Linked DNA regions of Sus scrofa: region 2 is linked to region 1. A link is a contact called in public HiChIP or PLAC-seq data. All regions are on one chromosome and are shown on one strand. The core of a region is the stretch at or near the end of the contact, and the rest is flanking DNA. Distances in the headings are between cores, read along the strand shown.

What was found. HiChIP or PLAC-seq counts read pairs in DNA pulled down with a chosen protein or histone mark.
Region 2: a contact with region 1 is called in an H3K27ac HiChIP or PLAC-seq map of alveolar macrophages. The contact joins two enhancer-like sites. A contact is called at or near these places in 2 of 2 datasets of contacts at active chromatin or transcription factors (alveolar macrophages and skeletal muscle).

Annotation. Positions count from the first base shown.
Region 1 is chr4:2,551,797-2,555,142 of Sscrofa11.1, reverse strand. It overlaps DENND3 (DENN domain-containing protein 3), which reads left to right. Exons shown (of 23, transcript XM_021088792.1): 11 at 1-44; 12 at 557-756; 13 at 2,424-2,945. Among named protein-coding and RNA genes, the nearest start is that of DENND3, 25 kb to the left of the region's middle. Within about 2 kb of position 1,597, at least 11 of the 83 cell types and tissues checked have an H3K27ac peak or open chromatin away from gene starts, as enhancers often do. A contact at or near this core is called in alveolar macrophages, where this site is marked.
Region 2 is chr4:2,700,868-2,704,213 of Sscrofa11.1, reverse strand. All of the region lies in intron 2 of PTK2 (focal adhesion kinase 1), which reads right to left. Among named protein-coding and RNA genes, the nearest start is that of PTK2, 46 kb to the right of the region's middle. Within about 2 kb of position 1,508, at least 28 of the 83 cell types and tissues checked have an H3K27ac peak or open chromatin away from gene starts, as enhancers often do. A contact at or near this core is called in alveolar macrophages, where this site is marked.

The DNA of each region.
Region 1 (3,346 bases), core at 348-2,847:
GCCTTCGCCCAGATGGAGCTGCACACGCAGTCGGAGGAGGACAGGTCTGCCTTGGGTTCCGAAGGCGGCGGGACGCTTGGGGCTCCGGGGGCTGTTTGGATGGGTAGACAATCCTCTCAGCTGGAAAAGCCTCACACGTCAGGTCCACGACGAGTGGGGTAACCTGTCGGGCCCCACCCCGTGCACCTCTGCTCGGGACCGTGCAGGTGCCTGGGCGGCCAGGCCGGGTCCCTGTTCCTGCCGTCTCCCCCCCTTCCTCCTCTCGCTACCCGCCTCCTCCCGGCTCCCGCTGCCTCCACGCTGCCCAGAAACCCTCACCCATGCAGCCTCTGTCGACGAGCCTGGTGTGTTGTGTGTGTCGTGGCCTCTCCTGGCTGCAGACAGGCCTCTCCCGCCACAACCACATGTGGCAGCGGGGGTGGGGGGCAGCCCTGGCCCTGCTGTTTCTCACCCGGCACAGGAACGTGGCATGCTGGCAGTGCGCTGGGCAGTGCCCAGCCGGACCTGCTCCTCAGTCTCCGTCATAGCTCTGAAGTGGTGGTTTTTCTCTGCCCAGGATAAACGGGACGCTTCTGAGTCCGCGCAGACCCACCATCGAGAAGATGGCCAGCCGGAAGTCCACGCTGCTGCAGGCGGCCCCCCGGCGCAAGGTGGTCAGCATGCCCGACCTGCAGGTCATCGCGGTGCCCGAGCTGCTGCCCCGCAACTCGTCGCTTCGGAAAATACACACCGCGGATGGCGGCGGCAGCCATGCAGGTGGTGCAGCTGCTCCCCTTCTGTGGCTTTTGTCGGGCGCGTGGTCCTGACACGGCAAGTCGTTCAATGAAACTGCAGCTTCTTTCAGTTGAATGGAATGGGGCTTTTCCCCCCAGCAGTTTAATTATTCGAAGCATTTTTAGAACATTCATTTTGTAAACCGTGTTCGTTATAGCATGGTTTCTTATCTGCATTCCCCCCCCACCCCCCACCCCGTCTCCCTGCTAAAGACAACCACGGCCGTGGTTTCAGTGTCTTCGTAGATGCTGGGTGTCTGTGCACGTACACCTGTGTGTACACAGGAAGCGCGTGGTTACCTAGGTCAGTGTCTAATGGGATCACAACTGCTAAGCCCCCAGTGATTGCCAGGCTCTTCCTAGATGCCTGGGTACAAAGGAGGCCAGTGCCCGCTCCCTTGCGGAGCTGGCACTCCTGGGAGGAAGGCAGGCGATAAAGAGAAAGAGGTAACGTCAGGGAATCAGCGGAGGTGTCCTGTGTCCTGACACGAAGGGCGCGAGGTCAGGGCCCGTGACGGGCAGTGGCTGTGTGACTGGAGGGGCCCGACCGTGGTCTCCGGGGAGGCACCTCCCAGGGGAGGGACGTGTGATGCGAGGTAGCAGCTGCGTCTCTGAAGCAAAGCAAGCCCCGAAGGTCAGCTCAGAGTCTGCTTGGCATTAAGTTACTGTAGAGCTCGTTGGATGTCTGTGAGCCACGTCTCATTTCCGTGTGAGCTGCAGCAAAGCGAGTCACATGTGACATCCGTTGCTTAGATGCACTGCCCTCTGTGCGGTCCCAGGGTGGAGTCCCCCTCGGGCCACAGTGGGCGGGAGAACGGGCGAGGCCAGGTGCTGTGAGCCGCCTGGGCCCCCTGGTGGCCGCTGCCTGGGGCTGAGGCACCAGCTACCAGTTGGTGGCCCGTGTGTTCCTGGAAGAGCTGGAGGCTGAATGAGGAACACCCCCTCCCCGTGTTCGAACGAAAAGACCTGAAGGACCCCTGAGGCCCCTGCACCTCTGCTTCCCAGCTGTGTGACCCTGGGCAGGTGGCTCCACCTGTCTGGGCTTACACTTCCCTTCTGCCCACTCACTCTGGGGATGCGCTCAGCTCTCTGCCCTCTGACCCTTCACCTGGAGCTCCCCGGCTGTCTCCCCAAGGCTCCGTCCTCCTCCTCAAGGGGCTTCGTGGCTGAGACCCCACCCCTCTGCGGTGAGCAGCCTGGGAGCTGCTCATGACATGTGTTGAAGGCATTGGTGTGACCACCTGGTTAAGTGTGGGCACAGTAGCTGTGTACGGGGACGAGTGGAAGCCTCAGTCCCCCCCACATCTGTGAGATGGGCGCGGTGACAGCACCCATTGTATGGGTTGCTCTTGAGGCGAACGAGACAGCCGTTGCCTGGCAGGCACCTCTCGGCCTAAGGTGGTAGCTCAAGCCTCCAGTAAAGACCCACTGCCACGTGTTCCAACTTGGCATCGCCAGTTTTAGCAAACGACGTGATTCGGCATTCTCAGGGTGCCGTGGGGGCCGCGAGGGGGTGCGGGGAGTCTTCCAGAAGAGACGCACAGGTTCCTCCCTCACGCTGCGCCAGGCGCGGGGACGCTGGCCGGGGAGACGGGCCGGGCGGGCTGCTCAGGTGGGGTCTGTGCCGACCGCTCCTCTCCTGTCCCTCAGCTGTGAGCCTGGCCCTCCAGCCCACCTACACCTTCAAGATCCCGGAAGTCCACTTCCCGCTGCTGGCCCAGTGCGTGCAGGTGTTCTACGAGGACTGTGTCGCCCAGCTGAGCAAGGCCATGGTCTCGCTGGCGCCCGAGAACTCGGTGCTGCTGGCCAGGTACTTCTACCTGCGCGGCCTCGTGCAGCTGATGCAGGGCCGGCTGCTGGGCGCCCTCCTGGACTTCCAGAGCCTCTACAAGACGGACGTGCACATCTTCCCCGCCGACCTCGTCCAGAGGACCGTGGAGTCACTGTCGGGCCCCGAGCGCACGCAGGCCGAGCGGATGCCCGAGCTGCGCAGGCTCATCAGCGAGGTCATGGACAAGCCCGTGGACGCCCCCAAGGCCGACGACCGCGTCAAGAACTTCGAGCTGCCCAAGACGCACCTGCAGCTGGACGACTTCGTGAAGAGGGTCCAGGAGTCCGGCGTTGTGAAGGACACCGGCGTCATCCACCGGCTCTTTGAGGCGCTGACCGTCGGTACGAGGACGCGCGCGGGTCGTGGGAGGCAGGCCCTCGAGGGCAAGTCCACCAGCGGGGGGTGGGCTCTGCCAGCTCCCTGGCTGGGGCGGACGGGGGGCTGGCTGAGCCTCTGCGCGGAGGGCCCAGGAAGCCTGATGGGATCTGTCTTGTCCCGTCCCAGGGGATCCACTCACTGCGTGGTGGCCCCCCCACCTGGGGACCCCAGGCTCCAGTGGGAATGTTTCAGACACACAGCAGCCCGGAGAGAGCTTGGCCAGTGCCAGGCTCCCCCGCCCCCCAACTTTCCCATGTTTACTGTGGTCGTCTGGTTGGTCCAGCACCCCTCCCCCTCCCCAGCCCCCCAGAGGACGCGTCCAAACCGGACCTTTCCTTCCTGATGGTGGTTGGCATGTGTTTGC
Region 2 (3,346 bases), core at 259-2,758, 150 kb before region 1:
TTGAGAGGAAGGAAATCCTGTGATTCACCCAAGCGCAACAAGCACAAATACAGGATGACTCCGCTATTTGCAGTATCTAAAACAGTCACCCTCGTAGGAGCAGAATGCAGAACGGCAGCTGACGGGAGCTGGGGAGAAGGGAGAGGGTGCAGGGTTTCCGGGCTGCAAGGTAAATCCTGGAGATCTGTATTTCCCGACAATGTGGATGTACTTAACACCACTGAACTAGACTAGGTGTCTAGAGCCAAAGACAGTAAATTTTGCTATGTGTTTTTTGTTTACCCTCAACAAAAAACATTTTTAAAATGTTAAAATAACTTTAAGAGTGAATCTCACTTCCATTTCATAACACATCTGCACGCATGATACAACAGTGGCTACTTCCACAGACTAGGGGGAAAAGGGGAAAGGTCCAGAGAGAGAGAGCACGAGGCAGGAGAGAGAGACAACCGGTTCTTGACTAGGCTGTATACTGCCCCAGCACGCGTGATACTGGCCAACACGGTACCAGGGCCTCCACATGGCTTAAAAAATTAATCCCCTAATAAACTTGGCGATAATCACTGGCAGCACCATTTTCCAGACAAAGGAAACCGGCTCACAGAGGTAAAGAATCTGGGATAAGATCGGCCTGTAAAAGTCAAAGCCACACGTGACTCTAAAGCCCAAATCGCTTCATCGTTTCCACTCCGTTAAAACTGAAAGCCGGATGTCGTCCATTCAGTGTACTTCCAATATCCCTTGAATCCCAACTCTGCCACACACTCGATATGCAACTGGGGCGGCTCTTTTTAACCTCTCTCTGACTTGGTTTTCTCATCAATTAAACTAAGTTCAGAACGGAGGCTACCTCTCACAGTTGTTAGAACTAAATACCGTAACATACAGAGCTGTGGGAGCACTCCATCACGAGTGCATCACTTTGCATCTTCTGTGCTGGTGCAGAGACTCACCCCCAGTAAATAAATCTCTCATTTAAAAAAAAGGGGGGGGGAGTTCCTGTTGTGGCACAGCAGAAAACGAATCGGACCAGTATCCATGAGGATGCAGGTTTGATCCCTGGCCTCACTCAGTGGGTTAGGGATCTGGTGTTGCCGTGAGCTGTGGTGTAGGTCACAGACATGGCTCAGATCCCGCGTTGCTGTGGCTGTGGTGTAGGCCAGCAGCTTTAGCTCCGATTTGAACCCTAACCTGGGAACTTCCATATGCCTTCCATATTTCTTAGCAAATAAGCAAAAGATTAGCAAATTACAGCCAAAGTAAGTGGAAGTCAAGACAGAACACGAACAGCACTGGGGCAAAAGGAAAAATGGGTAATAATGATCCTGTCCTCACAGGGCGGCAAGCTCCTCAATCCATAAATGTCTGACTGTGAAGGGGGCAAGCCCTAAAAACATGTGAGCAAAATCCATGCTTGATGACGGATATTTGCTCCTCCTAGGACACAGCAGAAATCCTTCTATTTCGGTCCAAAGATCTAGAGTAACAGCAGCAATGACTCACACGACAAGCCACACAGTCAGGGCGTGACAGCTACAGGAGGAGAGACTGTACATACTAACTTATTAAAAGGTTCCTCCTTCCCCCCTTTTTGAGATTTCTGAATCCAAGAGAGAAGCAACAGCTGGCAGTAGAACAGCATTTCCTCCAGAAAACAAGAGAAGTGCATAAAACACAACAATTGAAGAGCTGCTACGGCAGCGCGAACAAGAGGGGCTATAACTTCAGAGGGTGAAGAACCACAAGGCTGAGCCGATCTCCTTCAGCGGCTTTTTCGGTGTTTATTTGCCCATCCTGCGAACAAGGAGGAGGCTGAGAATCCGGGCTCCGCATGCATAGGAAACTGCGGCCAGAGGACGGAAAAACAGGAACGGTTTTGGCAGGCTGCAAACATGAGAGCCGAGGCCGTGGATTTCCTCCCGAACATTACTCAGCAATAACCGGAGTGGGACCAACACAGACCGCAACACGGATGAAGCTAAGCCAAGGAAGCCCCACCTAAAGACCAGCTACCGCACGACGCTTTCTGCACGGAGGTCCAGGACAGGCGAATCTGTAGGAAGCCACAAAGACTGGTGGCTGCCTAGGACTGGGGCCACGGAGGAATGGAGAGGGACGACTGATGGTACAAGGTTTGGGGTGGGAGGAATTGGGAATTTATCTTTAATTTCTCATCATTTTAAACCAGATCAGATCAAAGAATTATGATATTTATTACTGGAATTAATTTCAGTTATTTGGAGTTCCCATTGTGGCTCAGCAGCAGTGAACCCAACTAGTATCCATAAGGACATGGGTTTGTTTCTTTTGTTTTGGGGGGGCTGTTTTGTTTTGTTTTGTTTAGGGCTGCTCCCGTGGCATATGGAGGTTCCCAGGCTAGGGGTCAAATCGGAGCTATAGCTGCCAGCCTACACCACAGCCACAGCAACTCGGGATCCCAGCCGCCTCTGTGACCTACACCACAGCTCGCCGCAACACTGGATCCTTAACCCACTGAGCACTGAGCGAGGCCAGGAATGGCTCATGGTTCCTAGTCAGATTTGTTTCCACTGCGCCACGACGGGAACTCCAATGAAGACAAGGGTTTGATCCCTGGCTACCCTAGCCTGGGAACCTCCATCTGCTGCAGGTGCAGCCCTAAAAATAAATAAGTAAATAAAAAATGGATAAATAAAAAAATAAAAGAATTTGGAGTTCCTGTCATGGCACAGCAGAAATGAGGTTGCAGGTTCGATCCCTGGCCTTGCTCAGTGGGTTAAGGATCCGCATTGCCATGAACTGCCGTGTAGGTCGCAGACATGGCTCGGATCTGGCGTTGCTGCGGCTGTGGCGCAGGCCGGCAGCTGTAGCTCCCACTGGACCCCTTGCCTGGGAATCTCCATGTGTCACAGGTGCACAAGGATAGGGATATATGCAAGCAGGATGTACCCACAAATATTTAACAACTATGTCTTTGGGAGAGAGGAAGAAAAGCCTCCATCTGTGGGGTTTGCTGATTCTTGTGGTAGAACTACTGGCAGGAAACGAGGTCGAGAGGAGAGCTGTCTACAGATAAAAATCAGAGTGGTGCGATGCACTCAGCAGACCCGAGGCCACAATGCGTAACGGGACAGACTGGGGAGGAAGCGCCCCCGGTATTACAGAGACCCCACCAAAGACAGAGGCAAAGGGATCTTCCCGCCTCCAGCTCTCACATTCCAGGGGACCTGTAGCCAACCTAAAAAAAAAGATCAATTCACTTCAAGGACGGCCTGAAGCTAATTTGCAAACCTGGGCTTTTGTACACCTCCACAAGTAAAGGAAAAGAAGCATCTCAAAACACAATATTCCCACAGTCCTTAGCCCT